2 separate regions of the Mus musculus genome follow, and region 2 is linked to region 1. A link is a contact called in public Hi-C data. All regions are on one chromosome and are shown on one strand. The core of a region is the stretch at or near the end of the contact, and the rest is flanking DNA. Distances in the headings are between cores, read along the strand shown.

Evidence for each region. Hi-C and Micro-C count contacts between places; a contact is called where the count stands out from the background.
Region 2: a Hi-C map of bone marrow-derived macrophages shows a contact between it and region 1, with 18 read pairs. The contact joins two enhancer-like sites. A contact is called at or near these places in 2 of 15 datasets of contacts at CTCF or cohesin (embryonic stem cells and large pre-B cells), 2 of 484 Hi-C or Micro-C datasets (bone marrow-derived macrophages and cerebellar granule neurons), 7 of 115 datasets of contacts at active chromatin or transcription factors (cardiomyocytes, embryonic stem cells, kidney and 2 more) and 1 of 9 other capture datasets (embryonic stem cells).

The regions. Positions count from the first base shown.
Region 1 is chr13:37,572,662-37,577,332 of GRCm38.p6, reverse strand. No RefSeq gene overlaps it. Among named protein-coding and RNA genes, the nearest start is that of Gm47754, 6.1 kb to the left of the region's middle. Within about 2 kb of position 3,397, at least 10 of the 459 cell types and tissues checked have an H3K27ac peak or open chromatin away from gene starts, as enhancers often do. A contact at or near this core is called in bone marrow-derived macrophages and microglia, where this site is marked.
Region 2 is chr13:37,956,582-37,961,027 of GRCm38.p6, reverse strand. No RefSeq gene overlaps it. Among named protein-coding and RNA genes, the nearest start is that of Gm52041, 7.5 kb to the left of the region's middle. Within about 2 kb of position 2,282, at least 83 of the 459 cell types and tissues checked have an H3K27ac peak or open chromatin away from gene starts, as enhancers often do. A contact at or near this core is called in bone marrow-derived macrophages and microglia, where this site is marked.

The DNA.
Region 1 (4,671 bases), core at 2,148-4,647:
TATCACAGAGAAAGGAGCCTCCCTTGAGGGAATGCCTCCATGAGATCCAGCTATAAGGCATTTTCTTAATTAGTGATCCCTCAAGGGGTCAGGGCCCAGCCCATTGTGGGTGGAGCCATCCCTATGCTGGTAGTCCTGGGTTCTATAAGAAAGCAAGCTGAGTAAGCCAGGGAAAGCAATCCAGCAAACAACAGCCCTTCATGGCCTCTGCATCAGCTCCTGCCTCTAGGTTCCTGCCCTGTGTGAGTCCCAGTCCTGACCTCCTTTGGTGATGAACAGCAATGTGGAAGTGTAAGCTGAATAAACCCTTTCCTCCCCAACTTGCTGCTTCTTCTTCTTCTTCTTCTTCTTCTTCTTCTTCTTCTTCTTCTTCTTCTTCTTCTTCTTCTTCTTCTTCTTCTTCTTCTTCTTCTTTTTCTTCTTCCCCTCCTCCTCCCCCTCCTCCTCCTCCTCCTTCTTCTTCTTTTTTATTTTTATTTCATTTTTTTGAGACAGGGTTTCTCTGTGTAGCCCTGGCTGTCCTGGAACTCACTTTGTAGACCAGGCTGGCCTCAAACTTAGAAATTGGCCTGCCTCTGCCTCCCAAGTGCTGGGATTAAAGGCGTGCGCCACCACGCCCGGCTCCCAACTTGCTTCTTGATCATGATGTTTTGTGCAGGAATACAAACCTTGACTAAGACAAACTGGTACCAGAAATGGAGTATTCATGTGACAGCCTGACCATGTTTTGGGGAGGACTGTGGGAAGACTTTGGAACTTTGGGCTAGAAGACCCATTTGCTGTTAAGAGCTCTGTGGGATGTTGTGTAGGAGCTTGGAAGATAATGTTGAGAAAAGTGAAAATGGTGAAGGGCTGGCTTGTGAAATTTCAGAGGGAAGATTAAAGACTCTTATCAGGGCTGTAGCTGTTTTGATTGTGAAGATTCTATAGTTTTGGTTAGCTGGAGCTGAAGAATCAGCTGTGATTAACAAGATACCAGAACTGCTAAAACAAAACCTTTGTATTACTGGGATGATTGATGCTGGTTAGCTGGAGCTAGGAAATTAGTGGTGACTAAGAAGAGACCAGCATCACTAAGGTGAAATCTTCTGGGAAGTGGAACACAGAGAAGCTGTGTTCCAGAGTCAGCCACAGTTGTACCTCATGTTGGCAGCCAGACTTGGTAATGTAGAAGAGTTTTGAAACAATGAAGGGTTAGCAGCTGATGCTTGACCCTGTGAGAGGCCAGAAGAGGCCATGGGTAAAGGTGTAGCCTCAATGGCATTTGAAGGCCCAGGACTGAAGGGGTCACACAGAGAAGTTGAGGCTTAGCACCATGAAAAGAGCCTATGGGAGGTTATTTGTGAAAGTGCTGTCTAGTTGCAACAGAACACAGCAGTGTTTTGGAGATGCCAGTGCCCTGAGATGATCATCAAGAACAGCAGCAGCAGCTGGAGCCTAGAAGACAAGGTGTGTGCTACACAGGGCAGAGCTGGAGAAGTGACCCAAGCTCTTGGAGGAGCCCAGAAGGTCATGAGTGTGTCCCAGACATTGGAAGGTAAGAGTTTGACCTTGCTTTTGATTGTGATTGGGCCCTGATATTTTTCCCTCTTGAAGTAGAAGTATTTTAGCGGAGTCTACAGTTAAGAGACTTAGAATTTCAAAAGAGATTGGATATTTTAAAAGGGTTAAAATTTTAATATGTAACAATTTGTAAAGACTGTTGGACTTTTAAAGTTATTTAGATCTTGGGGATGAATAAGAAAGCAAGGGCTAAGGCTTAATAGTGATGTGTTTGTGTGTTAAGTTGACAAGGGGTCAACTGTACTGGCTGGTTTTGTGTGTTAACTTGACACAAGCTGGAGTTATCACAGAGAAAGGAGCCTCCCTTGAGGGAATGCTCCATGAGATCCAGCTATAAGGCATTTTCTCAATTAGTGATCGCTCAAGGGATCAGGGTCCAGCCCATTGTGGGTGGTGCCATCCCTAGGCTGGTAGTCTTGGGTTCTATAAGAAAGCAAGCTGAATAAGGCAGGGAAAGCAACCCAGTAAACAACAGCCCTTCGTGGCCTCTGCATCAGCTCCTGCCTCTAGATTCCTGCCCTGTGTGAGTCCCAGTCCTGACTTCCTTTGGTGATGAACAGCAATGTGGAACTGTAAGCTGAATAAACCCTTTCCTCCCCAACTTGGTCATGATGTTTTGTGGAGGAATAGAAACCCTGACTTAGACAGTGGATTATTAGCTCATTTGCTTTTCGGAAGCCACATTTTCTACTGTTACCCAGGTCCAGTGGCACTCGTCTAGACCTATCTCATACACTCAAGATATGCCCATCCTCACAGGGCTGCTGGTGGTGAGGGAGTTCTCAAAGATAAAAGAAACAGACTGGGCTCTCTACTCAGAGTTTCAGGTTCCTGTGGGCATCGAGGAAAACAGACAGGAGACAAAGCCAGGGTATGGAGGATGTTCATTACAGAGCAAAAAACTACATTGAAGGGCAAGTTAAGACTTCTTGACAGAAATAACACTGAGTTTCTGATAGCTTGCTTTACGGACAAATTTAATTTAATGGGGAAAGTGGATGGGAAGGTAGGATGCCTGTGTAGTTGTTTCCTCAAAATCTCAACATTCCCTTCTAAGGGAGGAAAGAGTCTCTTAAAGCTAAAAGGCCCACAAAACTTACAAGCCTCCTCAAACCCAGTGTTAGAAGATGCACATGGCCTGTCCTCTCCCCGAGGTCAGACAAGCAGTAAACAGTTTCTGGGGTGGGGGTGGGGGAGATTTTCTTCAGTGGCGCTCCCTGCAGGTTGTGCAGGGTCCAGCAGTGAGGTGTTCTCAGCCCTCATCCATGCTGGGTGGGCTGTGTAGTGAGGCAGTTCCCTTGAGTCATCTGTCCTTCCATCACAAGCCATTGCCAGGTAATCACAATACGTTCCTTCCCTCACCAAGTTAGACTGGGGTGGAGTTGTTTCTTGGACCTGCCCTGGATGCCCTATCTGAGATGAGGAGACATCTGTTCCTGCCTCTCCAGAAAAATCAGGCAGCACAGAGAATTCCACAAATAGGGCTTAGTAAGACTTGCTTCCCTTTCCTGTCCTTAGATGGGTTTCTCAGGGGGCACCAGGCACATGACGGGAACAGGCAGTTTTGCTAGACAAACAGCATGGAGAACTGTTCCTATGGAACGAAGGAGAGCTGTGGTGGTCTTGTGGGCCATGGTGGGGTGATATGATACTGTTCCTACCTACATCTGCCTGGAACCACCTTGCATTTTGCACCCCTTATCTCTCTGTCTATCTAGATACTTGGATAGATACCACAAAATAAAATCGACGGGAACAGAAAACAGAAGGAACAAGCAAGCAGCAAGCCCGTTTGGGTGTTTCCTTTCTTTTAGACCCAGCCTAACTCGCCTGGTTCTTTAAAGATATGCTTAGTCAACAAGACAGCTGCCTGCATCTAGCTGCAGAAAACACGAAGCTGAACATCGTGGAATTTCTTTTAGAGGGAACACTGAACAATTGACTCACAACAACAGGGTCCACTCCCAGACAGATCTGTTTTGCCCTTCAGCCAGCAAGTTGCTCTGGGCTTTCCCAGTACCATCATCTGAATGCTCAGAGGTAGCTAGCGTTCCAGGGTCAGATCTGGACCATGCAGAAAGCATGCTTTGAGAGTTTACCTCCTGAAGTGTCGCCAGTATCCAGTATCTCTTTTTTTTTCATGGACTGAGCTGTTCCAAGGCTTTTCATATCAGTTGGAATGTCGTGAATTTCATTTTCATGAAAGATAAATGAAATTGTAAACTGGGTACAAATTTAATCTTTTTTCCCCCCTGATATTGAAATTCCTCATTATCTGCCCTTCCCTGTTCTCCCTCCTATTTCTTTTTCCTTTTCTTTTTTCTTGTAAGAGGCTGTCTGTGATAGAATAACTGGTTTTTCCCGGAATGGCTAATACATAATAAAAAGAACACCATTCACTAATAACAATTTGTTGATTGTTCCCTGAACCCCTGGGAGGTGTGTGGAGACTGAGATTTCTGTCCGCAGCAAAGGGAGTGTGGCTGTGTGGTAGGCCTTATGTCAAGGCCAACTAGGAACTCAAAACGGAGGTATGTTGATCCTATAGAAAGCCAGTCTTCTCTCTGCCCTGCCCCCTCCAACTCAGGTGACTGTAGAGTCTACCAGCATGTTAGCTCTGCTTATCCAAATATTCTATGCTAGTGTTTGTCCCTAGGCGTCAGGGAGGCCAGGAAATGAAAATGAGTCTGCTGGACACCCAGGAGAGCTGATAACTTATTAAGGAAGGGGATGGGGACTGGGGGATTGGGGATTGTAGGAGGTCTGTGGGGGTAGCCAGTGGGGAAGAAACCATGTGTACTGATTAGGAGCGATTAGGAAAAAGAACTCAGCAAGCACCAAGAGGAATTAAGGAAATCAGGAAACTTCTTAAATTAGAAGTGGGATTAGAGAATGTATCAGGGAAGGGAGATTTGATCTCAGAGTATCCCTGTGCTAAGAGGCTTTCGGGGTTGCTTGAGAGTGGGTTCAAGACCTGCTGCGTATTAGAGTGGCACCAAATCAGGTTGCCCTGAAAGAGCTATCTCTTGAAATGGGAGTTAAATAAAGGGTCATTTGGCAGCTAACCTGGAACAGTGGTGGTTGTCACTGACAACACAGCACATCAAG
Region 2 (4,446 bases), core at 1,033-3,532, 380 kb before region 1:
CAATGCATGCTTGGTGCCTTTGGAGGTCAGATAAGGATGCTAGATGAGGTTCTCTGACACCCCCCCCCTTGGACTAGACTTACATTTGGTTGTTGAGGTACCATGTGGATGCTGGGAATTGAACCCGGGTCTTCTGAAAGAGCAGCTAGTGTTCTTAACCAATCATTCCTGTCTGTCTCTATGATAGCATTTTGTAGAGAAGCCTTGATCATCTTCCCAGTGATACAGAGAGATGTCTGCGGAGAGAGGGCAAAATCCTGGACAGTGTCCAGCTTCTGGAATTGTGGCCGGTAGACCTTCCCAAGCTCCAGAACCTGGAATGTTTAACCTGGCTGCCTGAAATCCTGGATCAGCAGGTCTGAAATGGGATTTCCAACAAGCAACCGAGGGACTTGTCTTACAATGTCTGGATGAGGGTGTGGAAGGCAGAGACACATTTCTTTCTTTCTTTCTTTCTTTCTTTCTTTAAACATTCTCTGCCCCCACCCCCACCCCTGCTCCCTTGGGCCCATTGGTCTTTTAAATGTGTTTCTCATTATGGATGGTTGTGAGCCACCCTGTGGTTGCTGGGATTTGAACTCATGACCTTCGGAAGAGCAGTCAGTGCTCTTAACCACTGAGCCATCTCACCAGCTCCAAAGACACACTTCTGATGTTCCATCTTGACATAGCAGGTGTGAGCCATCACTGCAGAGCTTTAAAAAAAAACATCTGTCGAATGGCACTTGTGATGCATCAGGAGAATGGGGGCCTCACCAGCCACCTGGGGTAGGAGGGCACACCACACCACATCTGCCTCCAGAGTTGACCGGAGCCATGTGTCCTCGTTTTATGCAGTCACTGTCCTTTTGGTGGGCACACATCCTCCAGTCATAGACACCTGACCCCGTGCACGTGCTGGGCTGTGTGTGCGATAGGCAGTTTCACCCTCACAAGGCAGATCCTGTCACTTTCCTCCACCCCTGCTCTGACAGGAAAGGGTTTTATTCCTCCTCAGCTCACTGGACTGGCAACCTAAGACTTGCACTCTGCAGGGTGAGCAAACTGGATGGAAAGTAAGATAACTGCCTTTGGGTTTCGCTGCTTCTTTCTTTGTTTGGTTTTGCTTTTTTTTGAGACAGGGTCTCTATATACAGCACTAACTGTTCTGGAATTCTCTACGTAGACCAGGCTGGTCCTGAACTCACAGAGAGCTGCTACCTCTCTCTGCCTAGCCAGTAGTACAATTAGAGCCACGGAAGCAATATCCGGGGCTGCATTCAGTTTTCATTGCTTGTTTTATCCCCCTTCCCATTTCCCTGACGCCCCTAACTTTTTCATGCATAGTAGGACTACCATTTATGTGAGAGAGTTGTGTGGTGTCTTTGTGGGAAGGCGGGGCTAATGAGCAGCTATACATTCCCCACCCCACTCATCTGAGAGCCTGGGGTCCAGCCCTCACCATGTTGTCAATTCCTGTGAGAGGCAGGCAGGACTCAGGACAGCCCACAGTCAAAGCCAGGCAGGTCACTTCCCTATTTGGCTCCAGCTTCCTTCCCCTGAAAGAAGCGACTGCTGTGTTCCTTATTTAGGACACTGACTTTGGCAGCTTTGGCTTGGAGAGCACTGGTTTGTTGTTGTTAACGAGCAACCTTCAATTATAGGTTTAAAATAAACCCAGCGGTTCTCCCTGCTCACCCCTCCCTCCCCCGCCTCCTTGGGAGCGGGCAGGCAGCCGCTGGGCGTGGCAAACGTCAGGAACCCTAGAGCGGATGGACAGAGAATGTCCCCCATAGGCGCTGGCATTTGAACACTTGGCAGTTTGGGGAGGTTTAGGAGGTAGGACTTCGCTGGAGGAAGTATGTCATTGGGGGCAGGCTTCCCTGCTTCAAGCTTGTGGTTCAGGATGCGAGCTCTCAGCTGCTAAGCCTGCTGAGTGCTTCCACCTTTCTGCCACGATGAACTCCGCATCCTTCTGGAATCGTTAGCCCAAATCAACTTTTCTTTTTCACCCACGAGTTTACCTTGGTCATGGTGTTTTATCAGAGCCGCAGACAAGTAACGAATGCAAGCCTGGAACAAGCACGATGAAGCTATTGCCTACTAGGTCTGCCAGCAACTGAGGCACGAGTGCAGCTCAGAGCGTCACTCTTGAGTCTTTGTCCCTCCCGATTTTATACTCCTCCACCCCAAAGGCTGACATCATCTGGCTCTGGAGTTCCTCCCCACAGCTTCTGAGGTAAAGACTCAGTTCCTTGCACATTATGCTACTGGAAGATAGAGGGATTTATTTTTAAGGGGCAGGGCCAGTAGGAGGAAGTGAGATTGTTGGACTGTGCCCTTCAAGAGGCCCTAGGGAGGCTGGTTCTGCCTTCTATCTCGTTGCTTCCTGGTTGCTGTGAGATAAGCAGCTTCCACGGTTACAGTTGGCAGTGAGACTACTGACCGTGGCTGGAAGCCTCCGAAGCTATAAACGGAAGCAAACGCCACTTGTTTTTGTTGAGAGAGCTTCTTATTTTGTTAGTTTGTTTGTTTGTTTTTTGAGACAGGGTTTCTCTGTGTAGCCCTGGCTGTCCTGGAACTCACGCTGTAGACCAGGCTGGCCTCGAACTCAGAGATCTGCCTGCTTCTGCCGCCCGAGTGCTAGGATTAAAGGCTTGTGCCACCACGCCCAGCTTGAGAGAGCTTCTTGCTATGCAGTAAGCCCAGGCTGGCCTTGAATTTGAGACCTTCCCACCTCAGCCTCCCAGACACTGGGATTACAGGCCTACTATATCATTCCTAGCTAGTCCCCCTCTGTCTACCTTCCCTCCTCTCCCCCTCCCCCTCCCCCTTCCTAAAGATTTTTGCCTTGTTTTAGATGTATTTACTTTATTTTGTTTGTCAGAGTTTTTGTCTGCATGTATGTCTGTACAACACGTGCATGCCTGGTGCCCACGGAGTTTAGAAGAGGGCACCAGATCCCCTGGAACTAGAGTTACAGATGGTTGTGAGCCACCATGCGGGTGCTGGGAATGGAACCTGATCCATTGCAAGCACAACAGCTGCTCCCAACTGCTGAGCCGTCTCTCCAGCCCCTTTCGTCTTTGTAAGTTGGTTATAAAGTCTTATAACTTATAACTTTATAAAACTGGGTATTTTGTTACAGTAATGGGAAACTAGCTAACACAGATGGAGTCTATTAAGAGCTCTATTCAGCTGGCTGCTGGATTCATATCTGAACCAAACTTGAGGCTCTAGGCCTGAGCCTCACTAATTTTAATATACTTATGAATCCCCCGGGGTTTTGTTAAGATAGGGCTATTGAATCAGCACATCTGGGCAAGCCTGACTTTCTCATTCTAACCAGCTCATAAGGAATATGGCCACTATCAGTCCTCAGTCACACCCTGGGGAATCAGCCAGGACAAGGCTTTGTCCTGGGTGTTGATCTACACAGGGCAGCTCTCCCATGGATGAGGCTCTGATGCAGGACTGGTGGTGTGGATGAGGGTAAGACCGTATCTCTCTCCCAACTTCCAGAGTGAGATTATGTGATAAGCATCAAGTCCAGAGAAGAGTTTTGGGCATGTTGGAGCTTTGAACTAGAAGGTGCCAGGATCGCAGATCTCCGAGAAAGGTAGAGGAGCCTTGAGTTGGAAGGCAGGGCAGGCGTCTCCTGTAAGGTCCTCCTCCTGCTCTCCTCCAATATCTGTGGAGTGAATGTACAGCCTGGAAGTCCTGCCCACTCCCTTCAGGGTTACCACAGCAATGTCAACAAGAGCTGTGGATATTCTCCCTCTCTCTATATATATAAACACACACACACACACACACTTATAATCCACAGGACGATCCCAGGAGGCAGATACTACTCTTGCCTTCTTAGGAAGAAGAGCCCAAGGCACAAAGCCACTCATCCGAGGCCGAGCTGGGACCTACATGTTTGTCCCTATAGATCCAGCTGTTTGCTGTTTCTCCACCCATTTGTATTGGTCACCTTTCTCGTTGCACTGACAGTAAGAAGTTAAGGGTGGGTTTATTTGGGTTCACACCTTAAGGGACAGTCCATCATGGTAGATGGAGAAGTCATGGCAGAAGCTTGAGGCAGTGAGCAGGTCACACTGCAGCCACAGTCAGGAGGCAAAGAGAGATGATCTTTTCTCTTTTATTGGGACAGGGACCCAGCCCATGGAACGATGCTGTCCACAGTTAGGGGGTGGTTCATCTCACTCAATGGGATCTAGAACCTCTCTCACAGACATACCCCAAGCTTTGTCTCCTAGGTGACTCTACATCCGGCCAGGCCAAGTTGGCCATGAATATCAACCCCCCACACCACCTCAACCAGCAGGGGCAGGCAGAAGGCTGTGTCTTCACCAGGAAGACCTGAGGCTTTGTGTCCCTGTACACAGCAATGTTTAATCCACACCCTGCTGTCCGGACACAAATTTCGAGAGGCAGGTCCCTCGCCTGACCTCCCACAAA